2 separate regions of the Oryzias latipes genome follow, and region 1 is linked to region 2. A link is a contact called in public Hi-C data. All regions are on one chromosome and are shown on one strand. Each heading gives the region's core, a stretch centred on a gene start, on an enhancer-like site or on the middle of the called end of the contact. The rest is flanking DNA. Distances are from core to core; before and after follow the strand shown. Region 1 holds the start of guf1 (translation factor GUF1, mitochondrial). Region 2 holds the start of cfap100 (cilia- and flagella-associated protein 100).

Evidence for each region. Hi-C and Micro-C count contacts between places; a contact is called where the count stands out from the background.
Region 1: a Hi-C map of fibroblasts shows a contact between it and region 2, with 2.6 times the contacts expected there. The contact joins the promoter of guf1 here to the promoter of cfap100 in region 2. A contact is called at or near these places in 2 of 5 Hi-C or Micro-C datasets (embryo and fibroblasts).

Annotation. Positions count from the first base shown.
Region 1 is chr10:25,899,254-25,905,153 of ASM223467v1, reverse strand. It overlaps guf1 (translation factor GUF1, mitochondrial), which reads right to left and starts at 4,090. Exons shown (of 16, transcript XM_020706773.2): 1 at 3,653-4,090; 2 at 2,145-2,523; 3 at 1,981-2,072; 4 at 1,825-1,902; 5 at 1,676-1,759; 6 at 1,531-1,595; 7 at 1,233-1,436; 8 at 1-121. The coding sequence starts at 2,028.
Region 2 is chr10:25,767,227-25,773,090 of ASM223467v1, reverse strand. cfap100 (cilia- and flagella-associated protein 100) reads left to right here and starts at 1,861. Exons shown (of 15, transcript XM_020706768.2): 1 at 1,861-1,944; 2 at 2,826-2,886; 3 at 2,956-3,047; 4 at 3,147-3,360; 5 at 3,431-3,495; 6 at 5,067-5,230; 7 at 5,323-5,403; 8 at 5,472-5,641. The coding sequence starts at 2,844.

The DNA.
Region 1 (5,900 bases), core at 2,841-5,340, 130 kb before region 2:
GGCGGGTTTAAAGCCCGGAAGGGCGTCCACAGGCCGCTCCTGAAGGAAGAGCGTGTCGCCAATTTGGGCCTCCTTCACCTCCTTCATCCCTGCGATGATGTATCCCACCTGACCTGCAAATCTGAGCAGAAACTCACATCAGAAACTTTGATCACCGAGGGGCCAGTTTACTCTCCTAATACTGAAGGGGGTGATTCATTCTTTACTGCATGTGGAGGTGAACCTGATCCAAATGAACCGGAGATCAACTAAAGCACAAAATCTCCCCAAGTATGTTGTCTGGTTACTAGTTTGAACGGTTTATATCATGCTTTTCTTTAGCCTTTCAGAGTAAACTGTATCCAGATATATGATAATACATCACTTTTGGCTCACCAAAGAATTATTTTCGCCGCCCATTTTCCTACCCGGGCTTAAGACGACTCGATCTCTGAGGCTCCGCCTTTCTCTCTCGGCCCCGGCAGCGTGTCGGCGTCTCACCCACGGAATCAAACAACATCCGAACTTTTGCAAAGATGAACGTGAATAATGTGTATATAAAATGAAAGAATCTTACTCCACTTAATATAAGACACAGCCAACTTAAAAGTAACTTTACATTATATGTAATGACTTGTTTTAAAGTGAGATTGTAGTGTGATTGTAATTTCTAGCCAGAATCCATCCAAAAACGTGTTGTTTTCTAAGACGTAGTTTCTGCAGAGCGACAGTAATTCAATAGAAATTCATCTCTTGAGTTGTGGGCGGGACTGTTTGCAACCCCACCATTCCCTCCCCAGTGTTGAGAGCTCTTTGTCCATGCACTCTCCTGCTAGCTTACAGCCCCTCATCCTCCCAACCAAACATTAGCGGTGCAACAAAAATGGCGAAAAAATTTGGAGCGTACAGCTGAGACGAGGAAAACAAAAGACGTACATGGATTTAGGAAAATTGTGGCCCGCCCAGCGTGTTCTCACAAAACCCATCTTTCTCAAACTGCATTTCGTCGTCTGAAGAAGAATTGCCAGCTTTCCTTCAAAATTCGAATGAAGAAATACTCCGAAATGAAATTGTGAGCCTAATTTTCCTAATCGTGTGGCCTTCATCATCAGAAAAATGCTACAAAAACATGATTTTCACTGGAGGGGGTCTTTAATACATAGCAGTCATTTATCAAACTGTTCTGCATTTGTCTCTGCAGCAGCATCCACGCCTGATAAGTAAAAAAGCAGAAGGTGATGAACGCAGCTCACAGTTTCTGTGTTGGGAGCTCATCGGGCCTCAGAAGGCCGAGCTCGTTGACCTCGTAGGTTTTACGGAGATGCGCCGAAACTATCTTGTCTCCTTTTTTAACTCGACCTCCCAGCACAGCGATGTTGGCCACCACTCCTCTGTAGTGGTCGAAATTGGAGTCGAACACTAAGGCTTTAAAAGGTTCATGGACGCTTCCTGCTGGCCTGGAGGAGGAGGAGGAGGAGGAGGAGGGGGTAGGCGTCAGTTTAGAAATAGCAGGAGCAGAATAGATCACTGCAGACATGCAAGCATCCTTACGCTGGAATCCTCTCCACAACCGCTTGGAGAACTTTTTCAACATTTGTTCCCAACTTAGCGGAAATCTGACGAGAAACGACAAAATCCTTGTCATCAACCTGGGAAAATGATCAACGTAAAAGTGACCATTGTGAGTGAATCTCACCCGGATGCACTCCTCTGACGGAATATCGAACACCTTTTCAATCTGAGACTCCACACGACTGGGATCAGCATTTTTCAAATCAATCTGAAAAAATGTATTCATCACTTGTCTAATAAAGTGAAATATAAAAACAAGCAATTAAACCCCACCTTGTTAATTACGGGTATGATTGATAGCTGGGCTTCGAACGCCAAGTAGAAATTGGCCACAGTTTGAGCCTGGATGCCCTTCAAAGCAACACAAAAACATCAATAAAGTCACGTTACGCAGCATGTAACTCCAGAATAAGTGCAAAAGGAAAATACCTGTTTGGTACCTGATTGGCATCGACAATCAACAGGACCCCTTGACATGCAGATAGCGAGCGGGACACTTCATAACTGAAGTCAACATGACCCTGGAGAAAGGATGAGCGCGAATAAGAAGTCTGGCAAAAAACAAACAAACAAATGCTATGAATGTAGCTTACTGGCGTGTCGATGAGGTTCAGGAGATACTGCTCCCCCCCGTAGTCATAAAACAGAGAGGCCGTCTGAGCTTTCACGGTGATGCCTCTCTCCCGCTCAACCTGAAGCTTGTCCAGAACCTGCTTGTTCTTCCCGGTCTTTGCTATGGCGCCTGTTTTCCAACCAGTGAGCGTAACAGTCCCGACTTATTTAGCTCAAGACCCAACGATGACGCGGATAAATGAGACATGTATCTGTGCGCATGACCTTTGGCTGCAATGCTAACGCACCTGTCATTTCCAGCAGCCTGTCAGCTAGCGTGCTTTTCCCGTGATCGATGTGAGCAACGATGCAGAAATTCCTGATTCTGTCCGCCGGGAACTTGGAAAGGTCGACCGTGTCCTTTAAAGAAGAAGACCAACGAAATCCTTGAATTATCTCAACATCTGTTCTGGTATAGAATAAATAATTGACATAGACACCCATACATCTCCTGATCCTGCTGAATCCCTTTGTTATGGAGGGATATTTCTGCCACTACGTTACACACAAAACTTTCTAAGTAGCAAATGAAAATATCAAATAATTGCTTTTCAATTATTTTTTTATTTTGCTTTCAAATTTATTCATTTTTGCTTTTGAAAACCTTTTTTGCGTTAGCAAAACACACGTTTTCGCAAGCGTTGTGTCAAATCTCGCTTTATTCCTTTCTTTTTCTGACTGCTTTGAGCGCGACTTAGCGTGATAAAACTGCCACAGCCAAGAAGGTTTTCGCATGCGTTGTGGGTCATCTCACTATCTTTGATTTTGCTGACATTCGTTTCAGCTTAGCGTGACAAAGCGGCCATCAAGCAGCTGCTGATTGGTCCAGCCAATTGTCCGAGTACGGCAAGTTTTACAACCAAAACATTTTCAGCATTTGTTGATTCCACAAATGCTTTCTCCCTACAAATGTGCCACCATTTAAAGGGGAAATAACCAGGCAGCGTTGGGTAGAACCAGAATACCAATATGGTTTATAGAAAAGAAAAGATTCAATAGAATAAGTGGTATAACATTTAAATAGCTAAAATTTTGAATACATTACTCGGATTTATTTCAAGGATTACATTTGGATACATTTTTACAGAACAATTTAATCCCTAAATAGCTGAATTAACATCTAAATGACCATTACCCCTTATCAAAATGTAGTACACTTGAAGTTTCCTTTTGTTAGATATACCTGAGTAAAACATAGCAAGTGTTAGGGGTCTAACAATTTATCAACTAATTGAGGAATCTATTAATATTGCTACAGTCGAACCAGATTGATCTGAGTCAAGCTGTTAATCTAATCGAATGAAAACATTAAAATACAATATTTTCATAATTAAATAAATTTGCTTATATTGATATAATCGGAAAAAGACATTTGGATTGAAATGTTTGTAAATTTATCCTTCAATTGAAAAAAAAATCTTAGAAACAGAATACAGAAGAAACTAAAAGCTGACACCCCGCGTCTGTGAGCTTCCTGTCTCTCTGATACCTTGTCAGCTTGTGTGCTCGTCCTCCTCCTGAAGGTGATGCTGGGAAACCCGGACATAATTTGAATCCAGCGATGTCTGGACATCGTGTAGCTCGAGTTATACCTATGACTTTTTCTCATGCACATTTTCAACAGTGAAAGTATCGAGGAGGTCTGACACAAGCGTGCAACCATACAAACCGACATGTTTCCTTCCAGCTGTAGGGAGAAGTAAGCTACAGCTAGCTAGCTAGCCTAGCAAAGCAGCGAGTATGCTAACACGTCGCACATAGATCCAGACTGACGTTGACCTTAAGTATTACATTAGTAAATTCGCTTTACGTTGTACATAAATACATTAATAAATAAAAAATGGAAAAGTAAAAACCAGCGGATAAACAGAATGGTATGAACTCTACTGCATGCGTTCTTCACGGACATTTTAGGTGAAAGGTCACAGAAGATTTATGGGAAATGGAGTTGAGATCTAACCAAAGACGAAAGGTGACACAAGAGAAATCCCGCCGGAACTTCCTACTTCGTTGATTTTGATATTAAGGTCCCACCGTGAAATGTCATTATTTCATGATATGCATCTTTTTCATTTGTGGAAAAATGAAAAGGTGTTTACAACAATTGACGCTCAATCACATCACTGTGCACAATTCAAAAACATGCACAAAAAAGCGCCCTTTTCTTATTTTAAGCGACAGTCTTTAATAAAAGCATAACAAGTCCCGCCCTCTCAGGTTGTCGGATGGGGGATAAAAACGGATATCAGTTGCTATGACAACGAAGCTGCCTCTTGTACATGAATAGATTACAGCTTTTTTTCTTTGTGTAACCAGAGATAATAAACCTCTATTAGGCCCAGTTCTGTCTGTCATTCATCCACGTGTCTCTTATTTATTTATTTATTTAAATTTGTCCGTAGTTTAAATGTAGGTCAATGCTCCGGTCCAGTAACCCTGCTTGCTTTAAATCGTTTCTGCTTTTACTTAAAAGATAATAGGATTCATTTAGTGAATATGAAAGAGTGCTGCATCACTTCTGAAGACATTTCTTCATTCATACTTTTCCATCTGGTACACCAAAAAAAAAAAATCTTTTTGTGGTTCTGGGTGGCATCTGCTGTGCGCATATAAATCCTGTCAAATGGAAAATTGACAAACTGCCTGATCACTTATGACTTCTGCAAGAGTCGATTTTTAAAATTCTTCCTAAAAAATTGTGACCCTCAATCATAAATATGACAGGCTCTCCAACCAGAGATGCACTTCCTTTCTTTGGAGAGGGATTTCTGCCAGGCCCCGATCTCTGAGCAGACAATCAGGGTCAGCTGTGGACCGAGGAGGCAGAGTGGAAAATGAAACCTCAGCGAGCTTCGCATTACGGCTCAGAGCCACAGGGCTTTTTGTGGTTTTTACTAACACACTCATAATGATGGCAGCATGGGAGCTTTGGCTGACAGGATCTTCCTCCGCCGAAGAGCTGAGCTGCTCCATTCACGGTATCGTGCGCTTACTGGGATGTTACCAGTGAACTGTGGATGTGTTTGCACGCACCTCTTACTGTAAGCGCCACTCTTATGTACAGTGTATAGCTGCAAAGACACATCTCAAAGTGTATGATGTCACAACAGTAAAAGAACCAAATATTTGCATTATTTTGGCGTTTTTTCTAGGGTATAAAGAAGCCAAGAAATTACAAGTTTTCTGACAATAACATGCTAAACCAAATACCACAAAATAAAAAAACATTACAAATCCTTCCTGGTTCTGATTTAAAAAAATTAACACTGTTTACATTAAATAAAGTTTTTTTAATGTCTACAAAAGGCCAAATTCACAGTGTCGGTTTATTTCAATTTTACACAGTGAAATTTATCAAATTTCCAAAATTATGACAACAGTTTTGTATTAAGAACTGAAATTGTGTGTTTTATTAAAAAATCTGTGCATCAAAACAAGCATCCATCTTTTAAACAATCATTTTATCTGGAATGTTTAAGTTTCATTTTGGATATTGTAAAAATTGTGAGTTATATGTCATAGCATACAGGGGGGAGAAAAGGGAAAAAATCAATAAATACCTTGAAAATACATGCAACGTTTGATTCAGCAAACAAATCAGAGTAAATAAAGGTTAAATAAGAAGTCAAATCATATTGATTCATACAAAAATGATTATTATCTTTGACCATATGAGTGCAGACACAGGGCTGGACAGGATTTTTCTCTAACAATATACAGCATTGATTAAAGACTAT
Region 2 (5,864 bases), core at 612-3,111:
AAAACAACATATTAATCATGAGTTGGAGTGGAGATAAAAGTCTGTGGCTTTTATTCACAAAACAATAATTACTAACACAATAGAACTGTCAGAAGTCAGAACTCTCCCCCTCTGGTCACCGACAGGAACCATCTCCAGAGTTCTAGCCACACTTCCTGGATGCCGAACATCTGACTGTCATTCACTCAGTCAACCACAGCTTAAGCACTGTAATGAGCTGAGCTCAATGCGAAGTCTTGTTTCTGCTGTTCTGCCTTCATTACTGAGCATGATAGCTGGACCTGTCCTTCTGTCTCATGATCCTGACTCCGTTTGCCTGCCGCCTGCCCTGACCCTCGCCTGGATTTTGACCTTTTCGTCTCTCCTCTGATGCATCCATGCCTGTTAGTGACTCAGACCTGCCTGACCCTAGTTTAGCTTTGTGGACTTTTAGCTGAGTTAAATAAACCTGCTGCATTTGGATCATGCTGTCTGCCTGTTCTTGTGACAAGAACAACTTCTTATTGGCAATGCACACCTGATTTGAGAAATCAGAGGTAAGACCAAGATTTGAGAAAACCAGCAGAACAATGGTCCATGAGTGTAGAAGAACCCTGGGAAATGACACTACTAGAACCAAACCTGTGAAATATCACTTCAGCAGACAATTTATCATGTATATTTAATATGACAGATAAATGAATGGATGGAAAAAGCTAAGTATCGTTCTTGAAGAATGCTGAAAAAGGCCTCTCAGTTTGGTTTGATACAATTATTTTGAAGCAATGTGCTGAGTGCATCTGAGGTTAATAAAGTATGATTCTGTCTCTGTTTGGTGTGACAGGAGCATCACTCTATGGGTATGTGGAAGAGGAAGAAGAGTCGACAAAACTTGACAGTTCTGGTTTATAAAATGCCGCCTGAGTTGCTGCTGTCAAATCTGGACCCCAAAACCGTCTGCCTGTACAACAACCTGAAAGCATGGCAGCTCCAACTCTGCTCTCATTCCTGATTCCTGACAGCAGGTCAGCACAGTTTTTCCCACCTCAGCCACTGGCAGACCCGTGGGATGAAGAAGACTCAAACTACAGCAGGTTGCTGAAATTATGTAGGACGTTTGTTGACTTTGAAAATCCCATAAGGCTGTAAATTTCAATATCAAATATTCACCAAAATGGACATGGGGGGAAAAAACAGGATGTAGTGGTACAAGCATGATCATTAGCATGATTATTCGTTGTTTCCAAGACGAAAGCAAAAATCAGGGGGGAAAAAAGCCTTTAAAATGTTTTTGACAGTTTGTTTACTATTAAAAAAAAAACACACCAGTTTTCACATCTTACTCAGTTTGTGATGCATTTTCTTTCAAAAGCTGAATTTTAAAAAAAGACATCAAGATTCCTCTTTTTTTAACACTGCATGCCCTTTTACTGCTGTTTGAGCCAACACTCCCCCACGTGTTAGCATTACTTCAACCTGACAATCTGACAGTGGGATTTCCTGCAAGCAAGTGTAGTGTGTGGGCTGCTCTCTGGAGCTAAGATGTGCAGGGTCAGGCGCAAATGCGTTGGTGTCTAAATGTACAGTATTGGGTTCTAAGAATATTCAGTGGTGCAGAAAGGAAAAAAAGGCAAGATGTCCTGGCGATCAGATAACTTGATCACATGACATAGATCCTGAATAAAACGATGCTTTGTGTGACATCTATTTTAATCTTCTGTAAATGCTTTTTGCTAACACACTGAGTTTGCAAAGGGGGGATTGCATGAAAATCCATTTTCTGATCTTTGTGTGCCATCTAGTGGTGGTTAAGCACAGTCCCTGTGCTTTTATGTGAAGGAAAAAATTCCCAGGATAATTGAAGGCAGCAGGTTACCAAGACAACGGTACACAAGCTGAGCCAAAAACACCCAGAATTGGACACTTGCTCTCCTTGCTTTTGTTGGATCTATAAGGAACTATACAGTAAGAGCTGTTTATTTTCAAAATCACATTGTAAACTTAAAATGAAGAGACCGGAAAAAAACAGTTTAGTTCAACATATAACCAAATTTTTTGTTTTTTTTTATTTATGATTGGGTAAAAGAATACAAAGTAATTTAGCAAGTATTTTTAATTAAACTAAAAGAATACATTAAAAAGAGACCACAGACTAAATTATATTTAATTATTTTGAATGACTTTTCTCCAAATGGACTTAAATATTTTTAACCAAATGTTTTTTATGTTTATTCCAAATTATTTGGGATATGTTGAACTATCAGAAAAATATGTTCCCATTGAAGCCATTAGCTTCTTTTATTTGTTAATTTCGACATGAGTTTACAGTACTTTTTCAATTCCAACCCTAGAAGCTCTTTGAATATCATCATAGAGTTTGTGTATTAGAATTTTGTATTTTCACATAAATCAGTTGTCCCCTGTTCTAATTAAATCATTACTGATAGAAAATGTACATTAAACATATTTTTGATCACTTAAATCCTAAAAGCTAACTAATAGGTGAAAGTCTTAATATTTTAGACAACGAAAAATAATTTGTGTTTTTCTTTTTTTATCTTCTTTCTTTTTTTAAATTAAATAATAAGTCACAATGTTTGGATTACAAGGTTGAAACAGGTTGACAGGATTCTGAATTTGGGTGTTAAGACTGCATTAGCATTATAGTTACAAATAAACAGACTTTTTGTGTTTTTGAAACTTGGTTGCAAATCAAAGGTTGACCTGGTGCTTCTTCAGAGAGCACCAGGTCATAGTGTTATAGATGTTGTAGACTGTTATAGATCGAAGGACCATAAACGCATAATTATTGAGTAATAATTTTGGTTTTTATTGTTTTTATGCAGCTAACTTCTGACAACTTTATGGAGTCAGAGATTCAGAGTGCTGCCAGATCTCAAAAAACAGGTGTGAAGTGAAAAATCTTGAACTATTTCATTAAAAAGTGACTTTTGCAGGTTTATTTTCTGTTTGCAGGGATGAGGAGAACACAACCAAGCCCATATGAAATACCAGATGACAGCAGCATTATCCAATTTAGTGCAAATGGCAGAAAAAAGCAGAAGGAGGTTCGCATTTGTTCAAAAACCGCAGTGAACACACTGTCCAGTGTGTGCTTGCACTGCGAGTGAAAGATAGATTTTACGGTTGATGCTTCTTTTGCTCAGGAGATGCGTAAATACCTGGCACTGCCAATTGGAGAGAAAACATCCCACACTGCAAGAATGAGGGCCAAGCTAAAGAATGAGCTGGTGGGAGATCCAAAGGAGGAGGAAGAGGAAAAGGAGAAGAAGAGGACTCTGAAGCAAAGCAAGAGTAACATGACAGTCCCTGAACAGACATCAGGAAAACGTGAGCTGAAAGTTTTCCCCATGAAAAGAGGTATGAAGGGAAAACAAGGAGAAGATCACTTCAATAAAGTTTCATTCTAAAGTGTGTTTTGTGTTAACAGAAAACATCACAAAGCACAGCAAATATGAATTCCTCTCCATGGAACGACAAAAAGCTGTTTTGGAGGTTATTCTTTTGCTTGTTTTTCCAAATTTCATACATGTATCTGAATATTTTTTTTTAAACTAATCCACACTCCTAGTCAGAAAAGCTGTTTTCTTTGTACTTGTGAACAAAAGAACCGAAACAAAGAAAACAGGAGGAAAAGGCAAAGGTCTTCTGCTAATTCAGGTCTCTTTTATCCCACCTGCTTCCAAAGTGTATCGATGTGTTTTATTTTGAAGAGAATTATCCAGAAAAAAGCCAAAATTGTGAGTCCCAGATGAAAAAAGGGCTGAGATTCACGGCTGCAATGCAGGTTTGATGCATTATTTTTGCTGAATCCTGCAAAAAGATTTGCAGTACTTGAAGTCCGGGAAGTTTTTTGACAACTTTGTCTGTCCCTTTTCTGTTTCTGTTGGCTCAGGAAGCTTTTAACTTTCATCTGTAACCATTCACCATTGTTGATTTGATATTCCTGCTGATATCTGGGGCTATTTTCTCAGTCCTATGTGGAGCTTTTCCCTGTCCGTTAGCAAACCATGCTGGACAGCACTTAATTGCCTCGCACAGCAATATTTGATCTTTTTTTATTTCTTTTTTTATTCTCTGCAACTGAGACAGGATCTGGTTTACTCCCCTCATACCAACAGCAGTTTTGTCAATTACCAGCCGTTCACAGCTTGTTCAAACGGACGCAGATACCGTTTAACTGGGAAGATTGCAACTCCGTGCTCTAAAGCAAGACAACCCAGTTCAGCCAGATCTGATTAAACTTTCTACTCATCAGGACAGCAGAGAGGAGAGACATGATGACAAGAGATGAGGAAGTCGGTTGACAGATGACAGAAAACAGTAGAAAAGGTGAAGGAGAAAAGAGAGCGGGCAGATATACTTATTACACAACCTCTTCAGCTCTAAATAGCCAAGAACCTTAGATTTTATTCATTTAACCTTTATTCATCCAGGCAAGAAAGATTTGAGGAAAAAAATTCTTATTTTCAACTGCAGCCTGCCAAAAGGCAAGAACTTTTGAGAAAGAGGCACAGGCATTCATTAAAACAATTAAAATCATGACATTAATAACATCATTAGATGAAGTAGAAATGTCTCAGACCATGACCTGAACTTAATATTTTTGCATGATATGTAAATTATGAGTGTATTGTTCACCTTTTGGCACATCCCGTCACCACAGCCAATCAGCTTTCACTGATCTGCACTGGTGGTTTGGCAGAGATTTTTGTTCACCGGAGGCACAGGGAGACCAAAATATGAGCAAATCAAATATGTTATTACAATTAATCGCAAATTGTTAATTGTTTAGTGTGAACTTTATAAACTACGCCAGATTTTTAGAAAGAAGAATAACCAAATTGAAAAGACAACAAGCTGCATTACAGCCCATGTTGTGTTTGTATATAAGACCATGTCCTTTAACATCTCTACCTGGATAAATACAGGTACTACAACTACTCTTAGATACAGTAAAATATCCAAGAGAACATAAACACTTTGCATTTACCCAAACAGGACTCGTTTGTGTATTGCTTCTCTTTCTAACATCGTCCTTTTTTTCTTTTATTTTTCATTTTTAGTTGTCCCTGATAGCAAAGAGGTCAGAAATTTTGAAGATGGACAGGACTGTTGTGAAAGAAGAAAAGCAGCTGAGAGAACTTGAGAAGAACATTGAGAGACAGAACCAGAGGTTTGAGGAGTTCCTTAAGGAGAACGAGAGAAAGTCTGTGGAAGCCAGAACCCTGTGAGTAAATGATTTGATGTCAAATTGTTTCTGCTTACTCACTGACACAATAAATAAAGAACTGAGTGTCTAACTAAAAAGCTTGTTTTCAGTTTTGAACAGGAGGACAAATCAAAGCAGGAGAAGAATGCTGAGATTAAGAAGCTCACTGCTGAAATAGGGATAATAAAAAGGTGACGTTCTTTTTTGTCACTTAAATGTTTGATGTAAATAAATGATGTATTTTTGCTTTTATCTGTAGGGAAATCTTTGGATTTGAAGAAACCCTGATGGACTACAAACGCTACAAAGAGTTTCTTCACCGTCTTTCTCCTCCAGAGTGGCAGGAAGAGCAGAAATTAAAGGCCTTAAAAGCTAAAGAACCTTCTGACAAAGATGGAGAGGAAAACCAGGAGGTGACTCTCCAAAACGGCAAGTGGTCTAGAAAAATGAGCACAAAAACCCCCCACAAGAGATAGATGTAAATTGAATTTCCAGAAACAGTTTGCTGTGTTGGTCAAAATGCCAACGCTAAGATGGCGTTTCTGAATGTCTAAAAACAGGCCGACAGGTCAGATGTTGCACCTGAGGAATCCAAATCTTAGCCCCATAGAGAAAAGTATTGTTGTTTTGAGATACAAGATGAACATTAAAA